Linked DNA regions of Mus musculus: region 1 is linked to region 2. A link is a contact called in public promoter capture Hi-C data. All regions are on one chromosome and are shown on one strand. Each heading gives the region's core, a stretch centred on a gene start, on an enhancer-like site or on the middle of the called end of the contact. The rest is flanking DNA. Distances are from core to core; before and after follow the strand shown. Region 1 overlaps Relt (RELT tumor necrosis factor receptor). Region 2 overlaps Pgm2l1 (phosphoglucomutase 2-like 1).

Region 1 (6,254 bases), core at 2,843-5,342, 610 kb after region 2:
GTGTATGAAGTGTAAATCTGGCTTTGTTGTTTTGGATTCCTTTGGGTTTTGCTTTGTTTTGAAGATCAGATAGTGATCACTCTGAATGGTTGAAGCCAAGAGTTTGTAACTATGATATTTACTGTAAGCTGTAGAACATTCAACAACTATTAAAAGAAAGTTTCCAAAAAAAAAAAAAAAAAACCAACAAAAACCAAAACGTGTGTCTTGGGTGAGGGAGGCACAGACCTCCTCCAGCCAGTGAGTCCCTGCGCTGCTCCTCCCCCAGGGCATTCTAAGCTGCTTTTTAACCTGTTGTGAGTACACACCTGGAGCCCCAGTACGTCGGAGGCTGGGGTAGGATTGTAACTCAAAGGCTGAGGATACACCCAATGGTTAGAGCACAGGCTGCTCTCACAAAGGGCCAGGGTTTGAGTCCCAGAACCCATAGTGGTTCACAACAGTCTATAACTCAGGGGATACCGTGCTGCCTTCTGGTCTTTGGAAACACCATTCATACACATAAAATTCATACACACATAGGCATTTATACACCAGTGCACGTATGATCTCAGGAAAGAAATCAAGCATTGCAGTGTTCCATGTCCTCTCTGGCCTGGGAGGGGGCACAGTGGATGGGAGCTGTGGAGTGGTAAGTTCAGCGCCTGGATCATATAATACGATGGAGATCCAGGGAAGCTGTTAAAGGCCTGGCTTCTACTGAGGCTGAGGTATAGCTCAGTGGTATATGTGTGCAGCAGGGACCCCCCCAGCACCAAAAGAAAGAAAAAGAGGGGGAAGCGGTAACAAAACCCTGCGGTTTCTTGAGTGGCTGTGGATGGCTTGCTGCTCACCTCTGCGTGTTGACCTTTGAGGTCTTTATACCTTGCTGCAGGGGAAGCTCTGCTCTTTGTCCCACGTGGGAGGTAAGGGCCTTGGCTAAGGTGAAGTTGGAATTCATCCTTGGTCTGGTTCCAGAATGCAGGCCCATCTCAGAGGAGGTGGTTTCTTAAGAGACGGGATCTCCTCCTCTCCTCAGAGCAGTGAGGGAGTGTCAGGAAATCAAGAGGAGCTAGGTGGCTTATTACAGGACTTACTACAAACCCACAGGGCCTCATACAAGCCTGTCATTAAGGACTCTTTCTTTTTGTTTTTTTGTTTTTTTTCTTCCCCTCTCCTGTACACTGAATCTGCTGTCCCTTCAGGGTGATCCACTGCCAATGCTGCCAAGGCTTTTTGTCTTAGTTACTTTTCTTTTGTGAAGGCATCTTGCACGCGCTCGACTGGCCAGGAAGAACGACGCTGCAACAGGATCCTTCTGCACACGTTTATTGGGAGAGCTTGATTGTAGAGGCGAAAAGACTTCGAGCCCAGAACTGGTGCTGCTTTTATAGGCCTAGGAGGGGCGTGTCTCACACCCGGATTGGTTATGCACTAAGCCTCATTTGCATGTTCCTCATCTGATTGGCTACTCTCTCTCAGTACCTTACAGAACCTCATTATCATACCTCATTTGCATGTCTCACATCTGATTGGTTATACTCTCAGTACCTTACAGAACCTCATTTGCATGTCTCACATCTGATTGGTTATGCTCTCAGTACCTTACAGAACCTCATTTGCATGTCTCACATCTGATTGGTTATACTCTCAGTACCTTACAGAACCTCATTTGCATGTCTCACATCTGATTGGTTATACTCTCAGTACCTTACAGAACCTCATTATCATGCCTGGGCCAGGCAGTGTCTTTGCAAAAAACTTTACTGCATATGTACACATTGGTTGTTTGTCCAATCTTATGCGTGGTGGCCAGCAGTAGTCAGTGCCACTCAGCAACGGCACATGTGGCTTCCCACAAAGGCACCATAACCAAGACAACTTATTGAAGAGTTTATTTGGGCTTCAAGTTTCCATACTACTGAGACAGAGAATGTGCACACAGGAGCTACATGGAAATGGCATGCTTGTTTTGTTTGTTTTGGATCTTTGTTTTGTTTTTCCTTTTTCTTTTCAAAACTGGGTTTCTCTGTATAGCCCTGGCTGTCCTGGAACTTGCTTTGTGGACCAGGTTGGCCTCAAACTCAGAAATACAACTGCCTCTCTGCTTCCCGAATACTAACATTAAGGTGTGCACCATGATGCCCTGTGAGGCAAATGCTTTTGAAACCTCATCCCCCAAACAAGGCATACCTCCTGATCCTTCTCAAACAGTTGCACCAAATGGGGACTAAGCATTCAAATAAATGAGCCTTATGGGGATAATTCTCATTCAAACTACCACACACTTCTTAGGCATCCAATCACTTTTCTTTTCCAGGGTGCGGCCCTCACAGTTCTCGTTCCACAGTTAATAGGCCAAAAGCTCAGCATCCTCAACTGTAATAAAAGTGCCCAAAAGTGATCACTCCAGAAGTTGAAGTTAGGTATGTGTCCCTGTGGTTAGTCAACTCAGTTGCATTAGTTCAATAATGTTTTAAGACTTTCCAAGGATGGGGCTCCAGCACAGAGGCAGCAGGTTTGCATAGCTTGATAAGGCCCTGAGTCCCATCCCTAACCCTCCATGGGGCGTGTATTGCCAGAGGCCACCTGCTGGACCAGTGCTCCTTTAGGCTGTGCTACAGTGGAAAGTGTTACACCAAGCCTCACTTCCCCTCCTGACATCCTCCCAGCCTTTCGTTCTGACCATGATCCATTGTGGGCCTGATTAAGGGAGGAGAGGATACCTTATCTGAGACAGGATAGAACATCTTAGGCTCATTTCTATGTCACAATGGCAGGGCTATTTTCTAGAAGTGGGCAGAGAGCTAGAGATTGGACCCTACTTGTTCTTCCCTCCAACTCCCACCTCCACCCACTGAAAAGAGCTGCAGGGATTTGTAGGAACGTTTCCAAGGGAAGGTGAGGCTGTGGAGACCAAAAATATCACACACCTGCATCATATCTTTGATGTTGGGAGGTTAATGACACAAGAAGCAAATGAAACAAGCCATTCTCTCAGCAAGCAGGAGCAGGGTAGAGAAGTGCTTATAGTGAGAGAGATCTCCTAACCAGCCTGGAAGCCTGAACATGGTGTCTCCACCCTGCGGATATCTGAATGTGTCTCTAATCTAGCTTTCCCAGAGAATGGCTGGGATGCCACCTCCTGCCTCACTCTCCAGGACACACTCTTATCTTCACGTGCCACCCAATTGGCTGTTATCCAAATCCTAAGTACTAAGTGGGGTCCATGAGTTGGCTGGCTGAAGGGATAGGCAAATTAGAATAGCCAAACCCTGAGATACATGAAGTAAATGGATGCCAAATGTGCTGCATCCTGCAGCCATAGGGATCATTTCCTTGGACACACAGGAGACCCTGTCTACTCCCAGTTCACAAAAGTCCCAGAGTATCCTATACCCAAAGGATGTGGGAAGAAGCAGGGATATGTGGGCTTTTAAAATGTCTGCCCATTTGTTAACAGTGGCTTTTTTTCTTCCCTCCTTTCCTGCCACTGCTAGGCCAGCCACCTACCTTGGTTTCTGCCCAGATTTCTGTCCTCAGTGAAGCCACCTGGTCTCCTCTTACAGGCTAGGCTTCCACTACTAGCTCCAGTAGTGTTTGCATGTGTCACTCCTTCCCATGTTAAATAGTGTACCACACACTGACAAAACCCTAACTTAAGGTCCCACTGGCCATGGCAACTTTGGTATGGGATGGTGTCTCCTGATTTACCTGGTATTGGTCCAGCTCTCACCACATCCCTTAGGAAACTCACAAAGACCCTGTCCATTCCCTGGGGCATGACAGCCTTCCTAGCCTCTCAGCCAACTTTCCCCAAATTCTACATCCATTCTTGGCCACCAGGACCCTGATGGCTTCTTACTGCAGGCCCTGGGATCTGCCCTAAAACATGGACCCTCTCTGCCTAGTTGTAAATGCCCATCTGAGTGTAAGATATTCTTGTCACTCAGATCTGTCTCCTAAGAGCTCCAGGGCTTCATATCAAAACACCTTGGACACCATTAGGTGTTCCCTATCTCACATCCCAGAAGGAGTTCCAGCAGGTCTGCCCTAGGAATCTCTTGGGTCCTTCTGTTTCCCTGTTACTTGTTACCCAGACAGCTATAACAACTTCCTGTTCTGGGTGTTTCTGCTTTGCATTGTGACCAAACAGGCCGAGGCTTTGCCTCTTCCTAACCACTGTGAGGCCCCTCCAGCCACTTCCTGGTCTGTCCTTTGCACATGTTGTCCCCATCTCATGGATCACACCCCTCCCACACTGTGAGCTTCTGTGTAACTGCTGCTTCCTCTCCAGCTGTGGCCACTCCCACTCACCACATGCTTCTTGTGCCCTTGAAATAATTAGTTCATGTCAACACATGTAAAATACATAAGATTCTAAACAGAAAAAAAGCTCGTTCATAATTTTCATAATGATTTTATATTGCAATGAAAATATTCTGGATATACTTGGTTAAAAATACTAAGTTTACCCTTTTTTAGACAACTTTTTGGAATGACTATGGGAACACATTCAATCACACATATGGCTCAGCCTGTATTTCTATTGGGGAACCTGGCCTCTGGGGACCTCGGTGAGGATGAGACGAGGAGCCACCTCTGCCTATTTCCCTGGTTTCAGAGGAAGGTGCTGATGAGGGGGAGGACGATGTGTGCACACCTGGCAGGGCCCTGGAGGTGAGCAGTTTTCAGAGAGGATACGGGGAAAGGAAGCACCTCATGACGACATTTTCCACCTTTTATTACTCAAGTGTGTGGGGCTGGAGATGTAGGGGCAGGGCAACAGCAGGTTTCAATAAATAAGAAATGGGATGGGCAGTGGGCCCCGCGCCTGCACGGCCCCACATAAATAACGAGGCACTGAGCCAGAGCAGAGACTAAGACAGGCTGGATTGGCAGTCACCCCTGCTACCCAAAACTCAGGCAGATACTGTACCACAGGGGCATTGAAAACCACAGGCCACAGGCACTCCCTAGCCTGCCTGTCTCCTCTTCCCACAGCTCCAGAGCTTGAGGGCAGCAGGGTGGACTGAGGCTCTGCACCAGAGAGCCCTGTCCAAGTCAAGTCATTTTTCAGTTTCATTAAAAATAGCAGGGTAGGGGCAGGCACATGCATTAAACCCCTTCTGAAGGCATCACCATAATAGACAGTCCCATGGGAGCCATGAAGGCCAAGGCCCAGGAAGCAGCAAAAACAGGCCAGATAAAGCTACTAATGGGAGGGTAGCAAAGTCAAGCTCCCCCCAACAGGACTCAGCCCAGAATCTGCAAAGAGCTGGAGAGGTCCTGGGAACTGAGTTCTCCTCCCCTACGTACCTAGGGATAAGCCCAGGATTGGAACCCAGGTACTCTGCCACCAGTACAGGGCTCTTTGCTACCCCTTCCCTCTATAGGGCCTGCCAGAAGAGAGGGAGTCACATCCAGGGTCCAGGACATGGGCAAGAGTGGCTAGTTCCCAAGGCACAAGCTTGGGGCCAGGTACAGATACCACTCCTCCACCAAACCAGACCTCTAAGGGACAGAGGGCTCCTATGATGTGTTCAGGGCAGGCACAGGGTTACAGCACCCTGCATGGAAGTAACCGGGACTGCAGGGATAGGGTGGGCTCTTGATCTCCTGCTCACGTGCTGTGCCGCAGGCTGCCTCCTCAGTGGGGCGGACGGTCCCACCTCCAGGACTTGGCCTTTGCATCTTGGTCCTCAGTCCCAGCTGCAGCTCTCCCTCCTGCAGGAAGCCTTCAGAACCTCCCAGGACAGGGCAGAGTGTCTAATTCTAGACAGCCCATCAGATGACCAGGTTGCTTTCACTTAGCCGGACCACATAGCGGTTCTCCTGGGGGTCAGGATTAAAGGGTCAGAGCTGAGTCAAGAGGCCGCCACTGCCTTCATGGGCCTCTCTTCTGTCAGGGTTGACCCAGGTGCTACCCCCCCCCACAACTCCAAGCACTCACCTCAGCTTTGTTCTCTGCTGGGGGCTTCAACCACTTAGTATGGCTCCCACCACTTCCCAGCAGTGCCCGCTGCTCGGGGGGAAGACCAGGCTGTGGGGAGTCAGGGAGATCACCCTCTGAAGGCCCAGCCTCCGTGATGGTCTTCACCTCAGATAACAATGAACTGGTCCGCTGCTCAGGAATACGAGCCACACGGAACCTATAGGGAGAGGTGGTACCAACACCCCTCATCAGAGGGGAAACCCAGGCCAAAGAAGGCAGCTCCTACTAGGTCACCCTGCAATTTCCAAGATCACACAGGTTGAGCCTGTTAGACTACTCA
Region 2 (6,107 bases), core at 499-2,998:
TCAGATAAGAAAAGATAGTGTGAAAAAAGAACAGAAACAAGGATAAGCTCTAGGAAATGAAAGAAAAAGTGATTCCTCTACCAAATGCATATATATATATATATATATATATATATATATATATATACACACACACACACACACACACATATGAGTATTAAAGTTGAAAAAACAAGTGGGTGCTGTGAGAAAAGTTTGTTATGTAATAGCTACTGCAGGAGTCCATTGTGAGGAAATCTTGGTTGATAAGTATGCACTAGATCCACAGTATGTCAAGAAATAATGGAACATAATGTCTATGTCATAAGTAGTTTTTAAAAAAGATATTAGTTATGTGGTGTAGATGCAATGTCATTTTTATCAACATCAGAAAGGTAATTAAGCAGTCACCTATGAAGAACTGAAGGAAGGGAAAGAAGCAGAGTGGCTAAGTCAGCAAAAGCAAGAAGGAAGGAAGTTGGATTTAAGGGAATAGCTTAGTGTCACAGTGCTTGCCTAGCAGGCATGCCACCCTAAACTAAAAGAAAAAAAAAAGTAAGTAAATTATTGACCAGAAATGGAGCAAACTAAAATATTACCTGACCTGATTTTGAATAATTAATTGATGAAACTTAAGCAAGAAACTATTTGAAGCCGGGCGTGGTGGCGCAAGCCTTTAATCCCAGCACTCCGGAGGCAGAGGTAGGCGGATTTCTGAGTTCGAGGCCAGCCTGGTCTACAAAGTGAGTTCCAGGACAGCCACGGCTATACAGAGAAACCCTGTCTCAAAAAACAAAAACAAACAAACAAACAAAAAAAAACCAAAAAACAAAAACAAAAAACAAAAAAAAAGAAACTATTTGAACTCATCTGTTCAGATGGCACAGATGTATGCTAGAAGAGTCCAAAGTAAACAACATTTAGAGCATCTTAGCATAGTAATTATATTATTTTCTCTTTTGATAATCAACCAGAAGATAAAACATAGCATTTAACCTTTTAATTGTGGTGGAAATGCATACAAGTTATCGTCTTGGTTATTTTTAAGGGTATATATACTTCATTAGCTACCATAAAAATATTCACATTAATGTAGAACAGACCTTCAGAATTTTTCATCTTGCTGGGCTGAAACTCTATGCCTATTAAATAATGTGTTTCTTCCTTCCTCTTTCCCCAGAAAACCACCATTCTTTTTTCTGTTTCTAGAATTTGACTATTCTGGGTACCTTATATGAATGGAGTCATAGGGTGCTTTGCCTTCTGTTACTGTCTTCTATCACTTAGCACAATGTCCTCATATCCATGTTGTAGATAGGATTTCATTTTGACTGCACAACAAAATGTATAGGTGTTGTATGACAAAACTTCCTGGGGAGATGAAACACAAGTCTGCTCACTTCAGATAAGAAACCCAGGACAGACAAAGTACAGATACCACCAAAGTCCAACTTGGAGAGCCAGTGGGTTTTTTTGGGGATACTTAAAAGGATATGGGTGAGGAGTTTCTTACAGAAGCAGAAATGACTGGAAAGACAGATGAATTACCCATGTCCACCCCAGCATGGGTGACAGCATGGGTCACAAAGCCTGAGAGCCTGGGACACTGCATAGCCTGCAGGCAACCCAACCTGCCCGTTGAAGAGTGTTCTTATTAAGTGCCTAAGTAGTCTAAACCTCTTCCAGGCTGCTGGGCTGGTTTCTGCTCTTTCTAGGCAGTTGTTCTGGTCTCAGAGTTGTCTTTACAGCTGGGTTCTGCTTACTCTGGTAGGGAGGAGCCTAGAGAATCTGGTCAGTTTCAGGGGATGTTTTTAAGTTTTGTACCCACCTGTTTAAGGAGCTCTCCTGAAAGATGCAATGTTTCAATCTTGGGGAAACTGTTATACAACACGAGGTCATACAATGATTTGGGGTTAAGGCCTATGTGCTTTGTTTCATGATGCTTTCTGCCTTCCTGATGACTATTGGAATTGCTCCTTAGTACTGAGGCTGCTGCCCTCTGGTGTTGGGAGTTAATAGAAGATGGTTTGGTTTGGTGCAAAAGAGGCAGAGATACAGTATGCTCTTCTCAACACAATAATCGAATAATAACTTGTATTAGTTACTTTTTTCGTCATTGTGACAAAAGAAACATAAGGGAGGAGGGGCTTATTTTGATGTTTCTCTGAGGGCATCATCCATCATGACATGGGAGGCGTGGCAGCACGAACATGAGTCAGTTGGCATATTATGTTTGTGGCCAGGAAACAGACGTGAATGCTAGTGCTTAACTTGCCTCTTCTTCTTTATTTAGTCTTGGACTCCAGCCCATGGAATGATGCCCACATTTAGAATGAAGGGTCTTCCCACTTTAGTTAAAGCGCTCAGGAAATGCCCTTAACAGACACAAACCAAAGGTGTGTTTCTTAATTGATCCCAAATCCCATCAAGTTGACAAGATTAGACATCTCAGTACTGTATGTTACCAACGTATAAAAATGGTCACATTTTAATGCCCCAAGGAGTACAAAGACCACCATTTTGTAAATGAAAAATATTTTCTCAGATACAAAGCATTTCAGTTTTCAACTAACCAAAGTTTATCTTGTTAGAAAATCTCTTTGATGTAAATAGGGTTTTTTTTTTTTGTTTTTTTTTTTTTGTTTTTTTTTTTTGCTGCAGAATTTTCTCATGTTATTTTTCTCTTTGAAATGTTTCATTTTAATGCAGTAAAAAATTAAAAGTTTAAAGCCTATTGTGTTAGTCAGTTTTACAGCACTATAACAAATTACTATAGATGCCCATCTTATACAGAAAAACAGTTTTATTTGGGCTAACAGTTTTGGAGATCTAATTTACAGTTAGTTGGCCTTGACTCTTGGGGCCTGTGGAAGGGCAGCAGATGGAGCAAACCACTCACCTCGTAGTCAAGAAGCAAAAGAAGAGGGGTCTGAGTTCCTCTTGAAAGGAAAAAAGCCTCAGTGACCTAAAGACTTCTCAGTAGGCTCCACCTCTTAACGTTTGTACAGCTTCTCAAAAGTGCCATATTGGAGACCAAGCCTTAAGCACACAGGAGGGCATTCAAGTTCTGTACTCTGAATACCCATCAATAACGTAATGGCTAAATTTGACACCCTGAATTGAAAAGAATAGCATGAATTTACATCTGTTAAAAGGGCCTCTGCATAAAGATACAAGTACACTATTGTATATATTTAATTTATGTTTTTTTTTTTTTGCTTTGTTGTGCCAAATACTTTTAATGTGAGATCTATGGTGGTTGTATATTTTGTGATCAATAGAGTATTGTATTGTAGTGTTGTGTGGTGTGACTTTATATACTTGTTTAAATTGACTAAATTGAATCCTTAAAAGGACAGAATTCACTGTTAATGGTTTAAGTGTAATGTATAATCTCAGGAAGCCCAATGTATAAAACAAGTGTACAGAAAAGTTCTGAAACGAATGTTGAGGAAGCATGGATAAATCCAGATAGATAGTGTTTTGCCTTTTAGTATATGAATTAGTAGTAGAAAATGCTTGGTGGTGTTATCATTTTCTCTTTATAAAACATTTGAAAAATGTAACAGTATTAAAGAATCAATACTTAGAAAATGACTGCATTCTCAGTGGCTTTATAGTATGCTTTTTCCATGGCATGCAAATTACAAAAATAGGCTGAGTGCTGGAAGTATAGCTCAGGGTAGGGCCCATTCGTTTAGCATGCACTGGGCTCAGCTTTAGTTCCCAGCATTATAAGCAACAGTGAATTCATATTTATCTGAATTGTAGTACATTGTTTGCCCTCTTATTTAAAAATATTTGTTTACAGTTTCATAAAAGTTCTTTGATATTTGGGAAGACAAGAGTAGATCACTTATTTTATATAAATCTGAATAAATTTTATACAAATTACAGCTGTAACAACTCTTACAAAATATGAGATAACTACTTAGAGAGCATGATAAAGGCTGTATTTGCCTTGTTTTATTATTGACTTGTATTTTGTGAAGAAACTATAACTTCTGAAAATCATGTATGCAATTTAGAGGTCAAATAGTAGGCACCCTCATTTTTAAAGATTGTACATTAACCTTTTACATTAGAAATGTAATATTTTGTTTTGATTTAAATTGATCTTTAAAAAGGAATTGGATTTTACTTTTAAATTAAAACAATAACAACAAAAATTTAACTATAGAAATTCAGAAAAAATCCTCTCTTCCTAGATATGCTCCAGAGGAAAAGTGGAGAATGGGGTGAGAGGAGTTTACAATGCATCTGTAATTTGTTTATTTTTTTTTAAATCTGTTTTAAATTTAACAAGATCTTATCATTCAACAAGATGATACAAACATTTTGTCTTCTTTTAAAACCAGAGAGAAATAAATTTGTTACTAAATCTCATGTTTTTTTTTAAATTTCCCTAAAAAGTTCCATGAGCATCTTAATGTAAAAGCTTGATAGCCACCTTTCCATCTGTAGACTACTGCCACAACTCAGTCTTCTTCATCATGATTACACACCACAGCTAGGTTAATCAGCCAGCAATCAACACTAAATCAAGTGTAATTCCATCTAAGTCGGGGTTAGAGAAGGGGAGTTGGACCCTGAAGGGCACAGCAGTTTAAGCCTATTTTGGATTCAAGTACTGGCTCTTCTCTGAGCCTCAGTTTATATGGGGGTTAAAAAGAGAATTTCAAAAATGTGACTAATCTCAAACAACCTCTGGGTATATTAAAACTTGGGAAATTAACCTTCCTACCTTTCTTTCTTTCTTTCTTTCTTTCTTTCTTTCTTTCTTTCTTTCTTTCTTTCTTTCTTTCTTTTTTGTATTGTTGATTTTTTTTCTGAGATGGGCTTCTCTTTTCTTTATGTCATTGAGCAATACTATAAACTGCATTAATATCTTGAATATCTCAGTGTTGGGCACTCTTGATTATCTTTGCTTTTAGTTATCACTTAATTATAGACTATTGTTGCCAGTCAGCTGAGGGTTCTTTTGCTTAAAATGGGAATCATGAACAGGCAAAGTCTAATTTCCTTAGTGACAGCAGCTCTGAGCAAGAGTGCTGCTACTCTTGGATTATTTGCTCTCAGGATTATAGCTTTTAGACTCCTAAATGCTCCTAGCCCAGAACCCAACAGTTGGTGCTGTAACCTTGAATTTAGTGCATTGGCATCTTAGTGCCCTAGTGCTTAGCTCCTTGACAGCCAGAGCTAGGAACTGTGCAGCTTTCTACAGCTTTTCTAGTGTGTAAGTCTTTTAGTTCTCCAGGCTTGGCTCTTTACAGTCCTTGATCTTCTGCAGTCTCAGCTCTTTCCAGTCTCTTGCCTTTTTAGTGCTTCTGTAGTCACAGCCTCAACTCTCAGTAGTCTCTTCAGGTACCTTCTAGCTGTTGCTCTTGGGTATGTCTGGGACTGAAAGCCCAGTAGTTGTCTGTTTTTCCTATTACAAGCTCAGTCTGCAGATTACAAGGAGGTAACACCAGTCAGGTGAGGCTTTACTGGGGCCAGAGTTGAAGAACCAGGATGTGATTAGACGGGAGATGTTTTAGACTGCTCAGAGGAGAATGAGAAGAACATTGCTTATACAGACATATACACCTGTGCATGCATTACCTGCTATGGGGGTGCTTAGGAGGTATTTCTTCCAGATCAAACTTAGGATATCTGGGAGGAGGTAGGTGGCTATAGGTAAGGTTATATATAGCAATTGTAGAAACTTACCTCAAGTTATCATGGCTGAAAGGAAGTTTCCTTAAAAAAAAAAAAAAAAGAAAAGAAAAGAAAAAAAAGCTTCTGTTAGGTGGTTGACATGACAATATCAGTGGGTTCTGCCATTGGAATGAAGTCGTCTTCAGATGTTGGTGGCAGGATGGGAGTCTCCCTGAGCAGCCTTAAAGTTTTTAAAACAGCTGAACCTGGTCATTGTGGTGCATGTCTGTAAGCCCAGCATTTAGGAGATGGGGCATGAGCATCATGAGTTAGCAGTTATCTTCATGAGTTAGCAGTTATCTTCAACTATATAGCAAGTTTGAGACTAGGCTGAGCTAATCAGATACATAGCTGGAGTTTACTTGGCCTTACAGGAAGCTAATGGTCCATGACTTTTTTATATGCTATTTAAAAGTCTTTTTGCTAAAATA

What was found. Promoter capture Hi-C pulls out the DNA fragments that hold promoters and counts their contacts.
Region 1: a contact with region 2 is called in a promoter capture Hi-C map of hematopoietic stem and progenitor cells, with 4 times the contacts expected there. The contact joins two enhancer-like sites. A contact is called at or near these places in 2 of 39 promoter capture datasets (hematopoietic stem and progenitor cells and liver), 2 of 115 datasets of contacts at active chromatin or transcription factors (large pre-B cells and memory CD8 T cells) and 1 of 9 other capture datasets (liver).

What each region holds. Positions count from the first base shown.
Region 1 is chr7:100,841,464-100,847,717 of GRCm38.p6, forward strand. Relt (RELT tumor necrosis factor receptor) reads right to left here. Exons shown (of 11, transcript NM_177073.6): 10 at 5,933-6,131; 11 at 4,385-5,814. The coding sequence ends at 5,767. It overlaps Fam168a (family with sequence similarity 168, member A), which reads left to right. Exons shown (of 9, transcript NM_001362169.1): 9 at 1-183. Among named protein-coding and RNA genes, the nearest start is that of Relt, 19 kb to the right of the region's middle. Within about 2 kb of position 4,093, at least 128 of the 459 cell types and tissues checked have an H3K27ac peak or open chromatin away from gene starts, as enhancers often do. A contact at or near this core is called in hematopoietic stem and progenitor cells, where this site is marked.
Region 2 is chr7:100,232,488-100,238,594 of GRCm38.p6, forward strand. The region is part of intron 1 of Pgm2l1 (phosphoglucomutase 2-like 1); the gene reads left to right. Among named protein-coding and RNA genes, the nearest start is that of Pgm2l1, 7.9 kb to the left of the region's middle. Within about 2 kb of position 1,749, at least 31 of the 459 cell types and tissues checked have an H3K27ac peak or open chromatin away from gene starts, as enhancers often do. A contact at or near this core is called in hematopoietic stem and progenitor cells, where this site is marked.